Linked DNA regions of Gossypium hirsutum: all the other regions are linked to region 4. The links are chromatin contacts, called in public Hi-C maps. All regions are on one chromosome and are shown on one strand. Each heading gives the region's core, a stretch centred on a gene start, on an enhancer-like site or on the middle of the called end of the contact. The rest is flanking DNA. Distances are from core to core; before and after follow the strand shown.

Region 1 (3,447 bases), core at 561-3,060, 250 kb before region 4:
TAAATAAACAGATTGTTTATCCAAGATCATCAGGAATAGGCCCTCTTAAATTGTTTGAAGCCAAGTTAAGTTGTTCTAGATTTGATAGAAGTCCAATCTCTGATGGAATTTTGCCTGAAAATTGGTTACCACTTAGCAAAAGACGGGTCATCATTTTCAATGCTCCCAGTTCCATGGGAATCTCATCGACTAGATGATTGGAAGAAAGATCAAGTTCTTGTAGCTGGGTTGCATGTCCCAATTCGAATGGAATCTTTCCAGAAATGTTATTGTTGGAGAGACGTAGGCTTGTTAGATTATGACATTTCCCCCAATTTGGAGAAAGTTCGCCATAAAAATTGTTATCGCTTAACGAAGCATAATTCAAATGTGGATATATACCAAAAACTTCTGATATATTTCCAGTCAAACGGTTTCCATCCACCCTAACTCTGATTAAGCTTTTGCAGTTTCTCAAACTTGATGGGATAGGACCTGACAAATTGTTGTTGATCACTGCAAGTCGAGTGAGTACTCCACCGAGGCATAAATTTTCTGGTAATGTACCAGTGAGATGGTTGTTTGATAATTGGAGATTAGTAAGATTATTGTATATTGGAGGAATGGGGCCTGACAAACTATTTTCACCAAGGAAAACTTCTGATAAGCTGCTCAAGTTTCCTATGGAAGTAGGGATTTGTCCAGAGAATGTGTTATTAGACAGATCCAATTGACTGAGAGATTTAAGCATCCCTACCTCTTTAGGTATCAATCCAAAAAACATATTCTGAGAAAGGCTAAGAGTAGTTAAGTTGGTCAAGTTTCCTATGGAAGTAGGGATTGGACTAGAGATTGAGTTATCAGCCAAAAGCAAAAAGTTGAGAGATTTAAGCATTCCTATCTCGCGAGGTATTGAACCAGAAATGGCATTTGTATCAAGCATGACACTAAATAACTTGGTCAAGTTTCCTATGGAATTAGGGATGACGCCACCGAGATTATTTTTCGAGAACTGGATCATGAAAAGTGATTTAAGCCCTCCAATTTCATTGGGAATAGAACCAGAAAGATGATTTCCATACAAGAAAAGATACACCAAGTTACTTAAGTTTCCTATAGATGCCGGTATAGGACCAGTTAAGCTGTTTCCTGACAAGTCCAACATATAAAGTGACCTCAACGTTCCAACTTGTTTAGGTATAAAACCATTGAGTCGGTTGCTGTTAAGGTCAAGCCTGTATAAATTATGCAATCTTCCTATAGAGGCAGGGATTGGACCACTTAGATAGTTACCATAGAAATAGATATTAGAAATTGTACTCAGATTTCCTATTTCTTGTGGAATGGGACCACTAATCTTATTTGCTATTAAGGAGATCAATTGAAGACTTCTCAACAAGCAAATTTCAGATGGGATATGTCCTGAGAAGTTATTGTATGACAAGTCAAGGAAGATGAGTTTGGAAAGGTTTCCAATGTGCGAAGGAATGGGCCCATACAATGAGTTGTTTCGAAGGTGAAGCCTAATCAAGTTAGGCAAGGAAAGGAAATTGAGATGGTGAAGTGTACCTCTCAATCTCAAATCATACTCTGCAAGGCTTAGATTGGTGACGCTTCCGGCATTGTTGCAAGTGATTCCAACCCAATTGCAATGGCTACTTCCGACCCACAAAGAAGAGAGAAAAGTTTGTGTGGTGTTGTCGAGGCTAGCTTTCCATTTTAAAAGAGTTTCAGCTTCCATGGAAGTTATGGAGGATGACGAAGAGAAAGCATGGAAAAATACAAAGATGAGGAAGAAGATGAGTTTGAATGGTACTAAGAAAGAAGCCATGGTATTGATAGTTGAAATTAAGGAGCTTGTGTGGTTAATTGTAATAAAAGGCTTTGGTTATTTATAACAGAAGATTGGTGCTGTTTCAATCACCATGAAGCTTCGACATCAAGTGGAAAAAATTGCAAGTTGTAGATATGACATGAAGGGATCTTTCACAATCTGTATTAATTATATTGTTCAAGACCTGCTGTTTGGACAGACTTAAGTCAAGCCTGTGCCTTACAAATTCTACCGTCGGGGATAGGCGATAAAGTCAATTTACTGGAGTTCCAATAATACAATTACTTGATTACCTAATAAAAATAAATTTGATTTTTTTTATGTTTATTTTCAATTTAATTATATTTTAAATTTTAATTAAATATGTTTTTTTAAAGGGAAAGTGCTTTTTTATTGATTTTAAGCTTACATTTATTTGTTTAATCAAAAAATAAATTTCATTTTTTATATTTTAAATTTAAATTTGAATTGAAATTTTTTATTATCAATTAAAAATGGAGTAAATTATCCTTATAGCCACTTTAAAATTAGGTCATTCCTATTTCGATCATCCAAAAAACTTTTTTTTTTGTTAATTTGGTCACTGCTAAAGAAATCAATCAAACTGATTACTCAAACATTAAGTCCATCTTTTTTTTTTCTTTCTTTCTATTGGGCTGAAACCCGAATTAAGCAACAAACAAGAATGAATGGAGAAAATTGGATGTAAATATTTATGTAGAAAAACTCGTCTAGAGAGAATAAAAAAACCACAGGTAAAGAAAACTTCACTAAAATGGCAAATAACCGAAGAAGAATAAAAGATGGAGGAAAAACAAAACAAGCCCTTAAATCCTAAAAAATACAAAGCTCACTAACTAAAAAACAAAATTCTTCTTACTTTCATTTGCTGAGTTGTTGAATCAATCTCTCCAGAGTTGCTAAAAGCTCTATTTATAGGTTGAAATTCGTGGGCTAATATGATTAAAATATTCCTAGAGTTATTAAAGTTCAACCTAGAAAAAATAGCAGAGTTTAACAAGGAGAAGAAACCCAATTTAGTAGGAAATATGTTGTTATGTCGTGACGTCATTTATCGGCTCGTTGAGACTTCACATGTCACATCATCGGGACGTCGGCTCTTCCTTATCATGGTGTCGACTCTATTTCGCCCAAGATGCGAGATACATTCCATACTTTCCTTATTCTTTTATCTTTTTCCTTATTTTTGCTATATCCTCTCCTTTTCTTCATCTTTTCCCTTTTCTAACCTAAAAATCCTAACAGTTGCCTCCCTTAATGATGTCATTGTTGCTCCTGCCAAGCATGAAAATTCTAAAATTTTGAGAGTGACCTCACAACTTTTGAGCTTTCTTTTTTAAATCTAAACCTATAGATCTAAAGAGGAGGCTTTGGGCTTCACTTTGGTGGTTTTGAATCGGCAATTTAGCGTCAGAGAAGACATCAAATGACAATAGTAAGAAGCGGTGATTGTGGGTAAGGATAAGAAAAACAAGAAAAATAGGGAAATAAAATAAGCGTCCTTTAAAGTTGTCCATTGACATGACAATGCTCAATAGCAGTGGTTTGATAGAGGAAGCGGGAGCTAAGGTTAGTAAGTTAGAAAGGAGAAGATGGAAAAAATAAGAAAGAAA
Region 2 (3,202 bases), core at 286-2,785, 220 kb after region 4:
ATTAACTAATTAACATTTTAAATAAGTAAATAGGTAAACAACATCAATTGTCCCTTACCTTTAATTAAATTTATATTTCAATCATCGAACTTATGAAAAGTTACAAAATTATCACTAAAATTATTGAAATATTACAAAATCGTCATTCAGATGATTTTTTTTTTATGTGGCATGTTACTTTGCCACATAGGATATAACTAATCCGTATTTTTTGTAGGAAAAAGAATAATTTTTTTATTTATTTAAATCCTTATAAATTTTTTATTTATTTAAATCCTTAGTGATAATTTACATAAAATAAATTTATTAAATATATTTAAGTTTAACATAAAAATAAAATAAGTATAATTTAATAAATTAAAATGGTAAGTTTAATAATAATAGAAATATTAGACAATAAAGATTAAGGAGTGAAAAGAATCGACATGCAATATGTTGAAATTTTAAACATTAAACAGATATATTTTTCATTATTGTACAACTATTTTAACTATGATTTAAAATTATTTTCATTTTAAGATTTTTATAGATTAAAATATGTTATAAATCTTTATAATTTTAGAATTTAATTTTTTTTATTTTTTTAAAAATTTCTATATTTTTTAACTTTTTAAATTTTAAAATTTAAACTTATTTATTAACACCATTAAAATTTTTATATTAAATTTGTTAGTAAAAAATTCACTTGATCTAATTAAAAAATGATTTTTTTAAATACACGAAATTAGAGCATACTGAACCTATTTTATATAATTTAATTAATTTTAAAAATATTACTTACATTAATTATATAAAATTATTATATTTTATTAAATAGCAACCACAATTAAAGGTGATTATTCACATGCAATGCTCCTGCTAAGAAAAAATTAGTTATAAAAAGTCAACCGGGTGACTAAAATCCAAATCCAAAAATAAACAAAAAAATAGAAATAACTAACCATACAAATATTTTGGTTTAATAAGTAATTTGTTAGTTGAGTTTAACTTTTTTTTCTTTAATATGGTATATGTATTATTTTTCGGTCTAATGTTGTATATATATTTTACAAAAGTTAAACATTTTGACATCTTGAAGATAAAAGTGTTATTTTTTTAGTGTTTAACTTGGATTTTAGAGTTGATTCCATCGAACTGTATTTGATAAATTAAACAAATTTACAATTAACACTAAATTTATTCTATTAACAAAATCATAAAAATTTCGAAACTAATAATATTAACAATTAACTTTCATCAAATTAATCTTAAAATTTAAATTTAATACTAAAAAATTAACACATTTACCTTTAGGTACTAAAATGTACAACTTTTATCAAATATAAATACTAAAGTAAAACCAAAACTAGTATAATCAAACTCGAACAACAAATAATATATTAACTTAAATATTTTACAACTCTTCCCATCCAAATTTAACTCTATGACAACAAGAAGCACGTTAGTTTCTGTTTGAAGCGTGTGGGGGCGGAGCTAAACGAATGTGTGGATATGGAAGCATCAGTTGGTAAATGCAAAAGACAATCCACGAAAATCCCATTTCTCACCTGTCTTCACCTTATCTCAATCCCTCCAAATCCAAACTTGTTTCTTTCCCCTTCATCATAACTTCAAAACCCCACTCTTTTTCTCATCGAAAAAGACTTCATTCCTTCATCAAAACCATCGATCTTCATAAGAATCATAGCCCAAACTCATATAATTTGTTATATCAGCTATATCGTATCAGCCATGGCAACTCTAAGGCTTCACTCACTGACAGCAGCCTCGGAAAAGATCCCAACGTCACCTTTTGCTCCAAGTTCAAGGGTGTTGTCTGCTTCATTTCATTGTAATGAAAAAAGGGTTTCAAGAAGGATGACTATAAATGCCATGGGAGGAGGAGCTAAGTATAAAGGGACTCAAATGAGGGAGAAACAGTTAAGTGATATGATTAAGATGAAAGTGACAGAAGCCAAGCAAGTTTGTGAAGGAGATGAGACATCTGATGAATGCAAAGTAGCTTGGGATGAAGTTGAAGAGGTAAGTCAAGCCAAAGCTGATCTAAGGCTTAGACTTGAAGTTGAAAAGAAAGATCCTGAGACTGAAGAGTGCAAAGTTTATGATGATTGATGAAGAAATTCGATCTTCCCTCAAAACCCTTTTTGTTTGATCTTGTTTTATGGATGTGCCAGTTTCCATTACTTTTCATGGGGTTATTGCTGCTATTAGTGAAGTGTATGGTATGAATATGTCTTTGTTAAGCTACTTTTGTTTTAGATTGAAAAACATGATTAACAGAGCTGATCAAGCTCCTTTTATGTTGTAAAAACTTTGTTGTTTTTAACATTTTATGATGTTTGATAGGCAAAAATAAAAAAAGACGAGAAATTTTACTGTTAATTTTAGATTTGAGTTGAGCTTGTCACAAAAACAATGAAGCTTAACTAAAGAAAATCAGATGTATAATAAATTACAATTTTATTTTTATAGATTTCGCGGTCCAATATTTTGTAGGCTCTCATTCTTTTTTATTACACCATTAAAAGCTGTCTCAAAAATTTACCCACCTAAAATCTACTTTTCCCTTCAAAACAAAAATATAATAATTTACTTAACCCTTTAATTTTTATATTTTCATTATTTATCAAATTATTCATAAATAAATAAAAAATTAACTTTTATTGACATAACATATACAGACACTGTTGATTAATTTTTTATTTTTTAAAAGGTATTTCTAAAAATATTTTTAAATTCTAAAAATTTAATTAATTGCTAATATATATATACATGAAGATTCATATGTATATCAATAAAGTCAACAAGTGTTTTTCATTTATTTTAAGTTTGATTTGATAAATTATACAAATTTAAAGGTTAAATAAAATTCAAAACAAAAACAAAAAGCTAAAATATTGTTTGGGGCAAAAAATAAATGACGGGACAAAAAAATCAATATACTATAAAAAAAAAACCAAGTAGATTTTAGGGTGCCTGATAACAAAAAAGAATTAATAACTTTCCATATCAATTTATTTTGATAATTATACTTTTCAATGCATTTAATACTAGATTCTATAACAATTTTTTGGCATTTTTTTATAAAATATGATGAAAAAAAGTAGAACCTTTTTATCACTTAATATATTTAAATTTATTTTTGAATTGGCAATTTTCAAATAGAAACTGCTGTAAAAGAAAATTCAACCCAAATAACAAA
Region 3 (3,344 bases), core at 237-2,736, 140 kb after region 4:
AGTATAACTACATATTTAGTTATCAACATTTACACATTCTTTTAAATTAACACTAAATCTAAGTAATTTAATAAAAATAAAATTAAATAATTATAATGTCAAAATGTAAAATAGTATCTAAATATTAAATGAGTCACCAACTAACTAATTTCATTTTTAGTGTACAAATATGATTTTATTATACTTACCGCTTTCATATATAACAAATGAATGTTTGTACTTTACTCACCGTCTTTAGTGTAATAATAAGTTGATGTCTTGTTAAAAAAACACTTCAAAATAATTATAAAAGAAATCCTTAAAAATAAATTCAGATAACAATTTGTTTAACGTAGAGACATCGCGTAATCAAAATGCAGAAATTAATATACACTGAAACAGCTCCGACATTGTTCTATAAATAGGCAATGTCTTTGATCACAATTATCAACCAAAAATCCATGGCTTCTTCCTCAATACCATTCGAACTCATCATCTTCTTCCTCTTCTTTGCATCTTCCCATGCTTTCTCTTCTAAAACCATACCCTCCAGGGAAGCTGAAGCTCTTCTAGAATGGAAAGCTAGCCTCCACAGCAACAGCCAAACTTTGCTATCTTCTTTGTGGGGTGGAAGCAACCATTGCAATTGGACTGGAATCACTTGCAACAGTGCTGGAAGCATCACCAATATGACCCTGAGAGGATATGAATTGAAATTGAGAGGTACACTTCACAATCTCAACTTCCTTCACTTCCCCAACTTGATTTGGCTTCAACTTCGAAACAAGTCATTGTATGGGTCCATTCCTTCACACATCGGAAACCTTTCCAACCTCAACTTCCTTGACTTGTCGTACAATAATTTCTCTGGAAATATCCCTTTAGAAATTGGCTTATTGAAAAGTCTTTATACGATCTCCTTACAGAACAATTCAATCACTGGTTCCATTCCACGAGAAATTTTGAACCTCACCAAGCTTCACCATCTGGACTTGGCACAAAATAATATCTTTGGAAGTATTCCTTCTGATATAGGAAGGTTGACTTCACTTTCTGTGCTTTTTCTTCACCAAAACCTTCTCACTGGTACAATACCTATTTCAATTGGAGACTTGCAGAATTTATCCCAAATTTACCTCGTTGGCAATAGGCTCAATGGTTCCATACCTAAAGAGATCGGAATGATTAGATCGCTTTGGCACCTTGATATTTCAGACAATTACCTAACTGGTCCTATCCCAACATGTATAGGAAACTTAAGTAACATGATATATCTCTATCTGTATGGTAATTATCTCTCTGGTTCTATCCCCAGTGAGATAGGAATGCTCAAATCGCTTTCCGTATTGCAGTTGTTGAAAAACAATCTCACTGGTGTCATCCCTGTTTCCATAGGAAACTTGACTAACTTGGACAATCTTGAGCTTGATTCTAATGGGCTTTCTGGTTCTATCCCCAGTGAGATAGGAATGCTCAAATCTCTTTTCGACTTGCAGTTGTCGGAGAATAATCTCACTGGTGTCATCCCTGATTCCATAGCAAACTTGACTAACTTGGACAATCTTGGGCTTTATTCTAATGGGCTTTCTGGTTCTATCCCAACTTCCATGGGAAACTTAAACAAGTTGTCGATACTTACGGTTTTTGAAAATAGTTTATCAGGCCTTATTCCTCAAACTATGAACAATCTTAATCGTTCAAGAATATTAGACTTATCATACAATCATCTTAGTGGTTCATTACCTGAGAATGTGTGCCTGGGGGGATTGCTAAATCATCTTGCAGCTATCAACAATAATTTGACCGGTTTGATTCCATCAAGTTTGAGAAACTGTACTAGCTTATACAGATTTAGGCTTGAAGGGAACCACTTAACGGGGAATATATCAGAATCCTTTGGTATATATCCAAATTTGGATTTTATTTCATTAAGCAACAACAACATTTTCGGAGAACTTTCTCCAAATTGGGGACAATGCCATAATCTAACAAGCCTACAGATCTCCAATAATAACATTTCTGGAAAGATTCCATTCGAGTTGGGACATGCAACCCAATTACAAGAACTTGATCTCTCTTCCAATCATCTAAATAGTGAGATTCCGAAGGAACTGGGAAAGTTGACAATGATGAGCCGCCTTTTTCTAAGCGGTAACCAATTTTCTGGCAAAATTCCATCAGAGATAGGACTTCTTTCAAAACTCGAACAACTTGACTTGGCATCAAACAATTTTAGTGGGCCTATTCCTGATGATCTTGGAAATTGCGTCAAGTTATTCAACTTGAATTTGAGCAAGAACAACCTCGAAGAGAGCATTCCATCTTCAATAAGCTACATTAATGCTCTTCAAAGCCTAGATTTGAGTCAGAATTCACTTATTGGAGGTATCCCACAACAGTTTGGAAAATTACAGTCCTTGGAAGTATTGAACCTTTCTCACAATATGCTCGACGGTTCCATCCCGGAAGCTTTTAATAATTTGCATGGTTTGAGAATTGTGAACATATCTTTCAATCAATTTGAAGGTCCTATTCCAAATCTTAAGGCTTTTCATGAGGCATCGTTTGATGCCTTGAGAAACAATAAAGGCCTATGTGGTAATGCCACAGGACTAATGACTTGTGCTCCTTCTTTTCTGGCCAACCATGGTCATGGAAAAAGGACAAAAGTCATCATTTCAGTTATCCTTCCACTCTTTGGCAGTTTATTTTTGCTATTTTTATTGGTTGGAAGTTTCTTTACTTTCTGCAAAAAGACTCAAACCAATGAATCACAGCCAAAGGAGGAACAACAAGGAGATATTTTTACTGTTTTGGGTTTTGATGGAAGAATACTCCATGACCACATCATTGAAGCCACTGAAGATTTTAGCTCTGACTATTGCATTGGTTCAGGAGGATATGGAAGTGTTTATAAAGCTGCATTACCAACTGGTCAGGTGGTTGCTGTGAAGAAACTTCACCAATCTGAAGACAACATACTCATCAACAACTTAAAAGCCTTTGAAAGCGAGGTTTTGGCTTTATTAGAAATAAGGCACCGTAACATTGTGCAGATGTATGGTTTTTGTTCACATCCAAGTCATTCTTTTCTCGTTTATGAGCTTGTGGAAAGGGGAAGTTTGAGAATGGTGTTAAGCAACAATAAACAGGCTACAGAGCTGGACTGGAAGAAGAGGGTAAATGTTGTTAAAGGATTGGCTAATGCTTTGTCTTATATGCATCATAGTCATTCACAACCTATAGTTCATAGGGACATTTCTAGCAACAATGTTCTCTTGGATTTGGATTATGAAGCTCGTGTCTCTGATTTTGGCACTGCTAGGATTTTAAAGCCTGACTCCTCCAACTGGACTTCACTTGCG
Region 4 (3,363 bases), core at 234-2,733:
AATAGTAATAATTAAATATTAAAAGTGTATACGAATTATACAATATTGTGAGTACATTATTATTTAATTATAATGTGGCTATTATTAATGAAGTAAATAAAAATGTTAAATAAGGTAAATAAAATTTATTTATATCAGCTCTTGATTGAACCCAAAAACAATAACTCTTATCTGACATATAATGAAAGTAACATTTAATTAAGTGTACCAACCTAGAGCAACAACAAGAATGGGAAAATTATCACGGCGCGGCTTGGGACTGCAACCTGTTCCATTTTTCTGACCATCACCCTCAAATCCTTCAGGGCATGAGCAATTATAGCTTCCAAGTGTATTATGACATGTACCACTTTCATTGCAAGGCTTCAGTGTTTCACATTCATTAATATCTACAGTTTTTAAACATTTTAAATAAACAAAGAAAAAAAGAGTACAGTTAGGTAATTTCATCAAAATGAATCTGCAATGGAGAAGAACTTGAAATCTTTACCTTGGCAGCCGATGGAGAGATAAGGGTTACCCTGAAAACCATGATTACACTTGCACAAATATCCAGGGCCACTTTCTGGATCTATACAAGCACTATTTTGCTTGCAAGCATAATTTTTTGGGTCCATTTTAGCTTCTTCACAAGTTTGATTCCCGATTGTCCAATCAAGAATAAGTGGGTATTCCCTTTTGTTGAAATCTAGGTTGGAAAGATCTGATGTAGAGAAGGTGTAGGCTCCATCTTCCACAATAAATACATAGCTGCAAGGATTGAACGTCAACACGCTGGAATGATTCCGAGAGCTACTAAAATCGAAGAAATAAGCCTGCAATCCTCTAGGGATAGCCGTCTGGCAGCAGCCAATGCCAGAGCAAGACCCATTTATCACATCGCTCACATTATTACAAACTGTTAAACATCCGGATGAATAGTTTGAAAGCATGTAAAAACCCCAGAAGTAGGCGATAGTGTCACAACCAATGGCAGTGAACTTGTTTCTGGAGTAAGATATGGAGAATTTTCTATGACCGAAAAAGGGACTCCCCTGTGAAGTGGGCCCTGATGAGTCATAACAGTCATAACCTATGGACTTGTCATATTGAACGCGCAAATGACCATCATCCAGGGAGATGTTGAGAACTTCAATTTCAGTGTCGCTTAAGAATGCTTTTGGGGGGTTAAAAGAGGTGTTACAATTAATGAAGAAGTCGCTGCCGATGTTGCAACCCTTGCGTGTACCAAAAGGGTATGGGATTCCTATGTTTCCGCAGTGGCTTTGGCATCCTGGTTTCGGTTGAGCTGCTACTGAAGTTGCCATAATTGTTACCATAACTGCAAACACAGTAAGCTTCTTAAACATACCACCAAACCCCATCACCCTCTCTTGTTTGTTTTTCCCACTATCTGGGCTATGTAAATATAGAATATCTTACAGGTAGGAATAGGATGAATGTTTGAAGATTCAACGCCATTTTAATAGACAAGTTGTAGCGGGCACATGATTCATTATTACCGTGTTGACTCGCTCCATTGCCTTCAAAAACTTTCCACGTTCTTTTTCGATATAAACACTTTTCTTCGTTGTGCACAAGAATTTATTTTTATTACTATTAGTAGTAATAGTAGTAGTTTTTTAAAAAAATAAAATCTTCACTCAACACAATGTTGCGGATTAAAATTATGCTTTTAGATATTTGTTTGATTGGATTTTATTTTTAAAGAGGACGATTAATTAGGCACTAAAGTTAAATTATGCATTGTCTTTAAAAACTTTCCACATCCTTTTTCAATTTAAAAACTTTTCTTCATTGTTCGTAAAAAGAAAAAGGCTTAAATAAACCTTCCCTCAAGCTAAATTTATGGCTATACTCTCGAAATCATTTTTTTTGAAAAATGGGAATCAACTTTATATTTTGAAAAGAAAATGAAAATTGGGAGTCGCCACCAATCTTTTTTGTTTAGGTGTGAATGGATCACCTAATATTTTGATCGTTTTAATAAAATGTTTTGCTTTACTAAAACAGCGATTTTGGTCTACGAAATTCGAGAAAACATGTTCGAGAGTCGGTTACGTACAAGAAAAGATTAGCACTCTCGTAATGCCCAAAATTGGTACCTAATTGATTAAGTAATGTCTTAATGTCGAAATTTGAAAACTCAAAAAGAATTTAGAATACGATCTCTTTTTATTAATGTTAATTTTGCAAAGATGTTTAGATAAATCGAAGCAGATGTTAAAGACCTTCTCGTCCCGAAGTAATAAAATGTAACATCCAACACATTAGGACACGACGCTTTAAACCCTCGAGAGTAAGCCGATCTTTGGCTTTTCAAAACTCAAGCACTTTAATTTTAAAAGGTTATTCGGTTATTTGAATCAAACGAAAAAATCGAAACCCAGCACATTAGGGCACGATCTCTCGAATTTCCAAATACAGAACATTGCTTTACTTTGAAAGTTTCTTTTTTTTTAAAAAAAATTTTATCAAACGTAAGTTTAAAACGACATGGGCTATTTTGAAGCATAATACAAAGATAACCAATTATATTCAAACATAGTTCATGGAGAATAATACTGCAATAATATATAAAACAACTATACAAGTCAAGAATATATGATAAATAAATGATATGATAATACTAATGTACTATTATAGTCATAGTAATATTAACAAACAAATTAAAATAATAATAATATGAATAGGTAAAGATGAAATAAATAAATAATATTGAGGACAATAATAATAAAGTAATGAATAAATAAATATAAGGGAAAAGGTTTAAAAATATTGGAAGTAAAGAACCAAATTAAAATAAATAATACTTAAAGCACAACTTGTAATAAAACATATATGAAAATAATAGTGATAATAATAATATATTAGATAAAATAATAACAAAAGTAGTAATAAGAATGGTAAAAGAAAATAATAATAATAATAATGAAGGTAATAATAATAATGATAATAAATAATAGTAAAAAGAAAAAAAATTGCCAAATAGCTAATAGAGGACTAAATTGAATTTAAAACAAGTATTCGGGGAAAATCCAAAATAAAGAAAGAAAGAAATGGACCACATCGAATGTGCGAATAACAAGGAGGGATTAAAGGAGAAAATATCCCCACCCTCCCAAACTTATCGTTTTACGCAGGACCAAAAGGAAATCAAAACAAAATTTTAGGGCAAAATTAGAAATAACGAAAGATTTAATTGCAATGTTGTAAAAAAGCGGAAGGGCTGGGATCACAAATATCCCATTAAATAAAAACACGAGGATCCTGCTGGCGGGTCGGGTCAACATGCGGATCTTAGGTGAAACGACGTCGTTTTGGCACTGGTGCTTAAGTCCAAAACGGCGTCGTTTTGGACCC

The links. A called contact is a pair of places that touch in the nucleus more often than the background predicts.
Region 1: a Hi-C map of seedling shows a contact between it and region 4, with 2.2 times the contacts expected there. The contact joins the promoter of LOC107895432 here to the promoter of LOC107896377 in region 4.
Region 2: a contact with region 4 is called in a Hi-C map of leaf, with 2.8 times the contacts expected there. The contact joins the promoter of LOC107896365 here to the promoter of LOC107896377 in region 4. A contact is called at or near these places in 2 of 34 Hi-C or Micro-C datasets (hypocotyl and leaf).
Region 3: a contact with region 4 is called in a Hi-C map of leaf, with 1.7 times the contacts expected there. The contact joins the enhancer-like site here to the promoter of LOC107896377 in region 4. A contact is called at or near these places in 11 of 34 Hi-C or Micro-C datasets (anther, callus, hypocotyl and 2 more).

What each region holds. Positions count from the first base shown.
Region 1 is chrA10:106,829,577-106,833,023 of Gossypium_hirsutum_v2.1, reverse strand. It overlaps LOC107895432 (probable leucine-rich repeat receptor-like protein kinase At1g35710), which reads right to left and starts at 1,810. Exons shown (of 1, transcript XM_016820715.1): 1 at 17-1,810. The coding sequence starts at 1,810. The coding sequence ends at 17.
Region 2 is chrA10:106,360,411-106,363,612 of Gossypium_hirsutum_v2.1, reverse strand. LOC107896365 (calvin cycle protein CP12-3, chloroplastic) reads left to right here and starts at 1,535. Exons shown (of 1, transcript XM_016821531.2): 1 at 1,535-2,382. The coding sequence starts at 1,732. The coding sequence ends at 2,112.
Region 3 is chrA10:106,442,858-106,446,201 of Gossypium_hirsutum_v2.1, reverse strand. It overlaps the pseudogene LOC107896366. Among protein-coding and RNA genes, the nearest start is that of LOC121207608, 9.9 kb to the left of the region's middle. Within about 2 kb of position 1,486, at least 7 of the 9 cell types and tissues checked have an H3K27ac peak or open chromatin away from gene starts, as enhancers often do. A contact at or near this core is called in leaf, where this site is marked.
Region 4 is chrA10:106,578,597-106,581,959 of Gossypium_hirsutum_v2.1, reverse strand. It overlaps LOC107896377 (wall-associated receptor kinase 5), which reads right to left and starts at 1,483. Exons shown (of 3, transcript XM_016821540.2): 1 at 491-1,483; 2 at 213-389. The coding sequence starts at 1,364.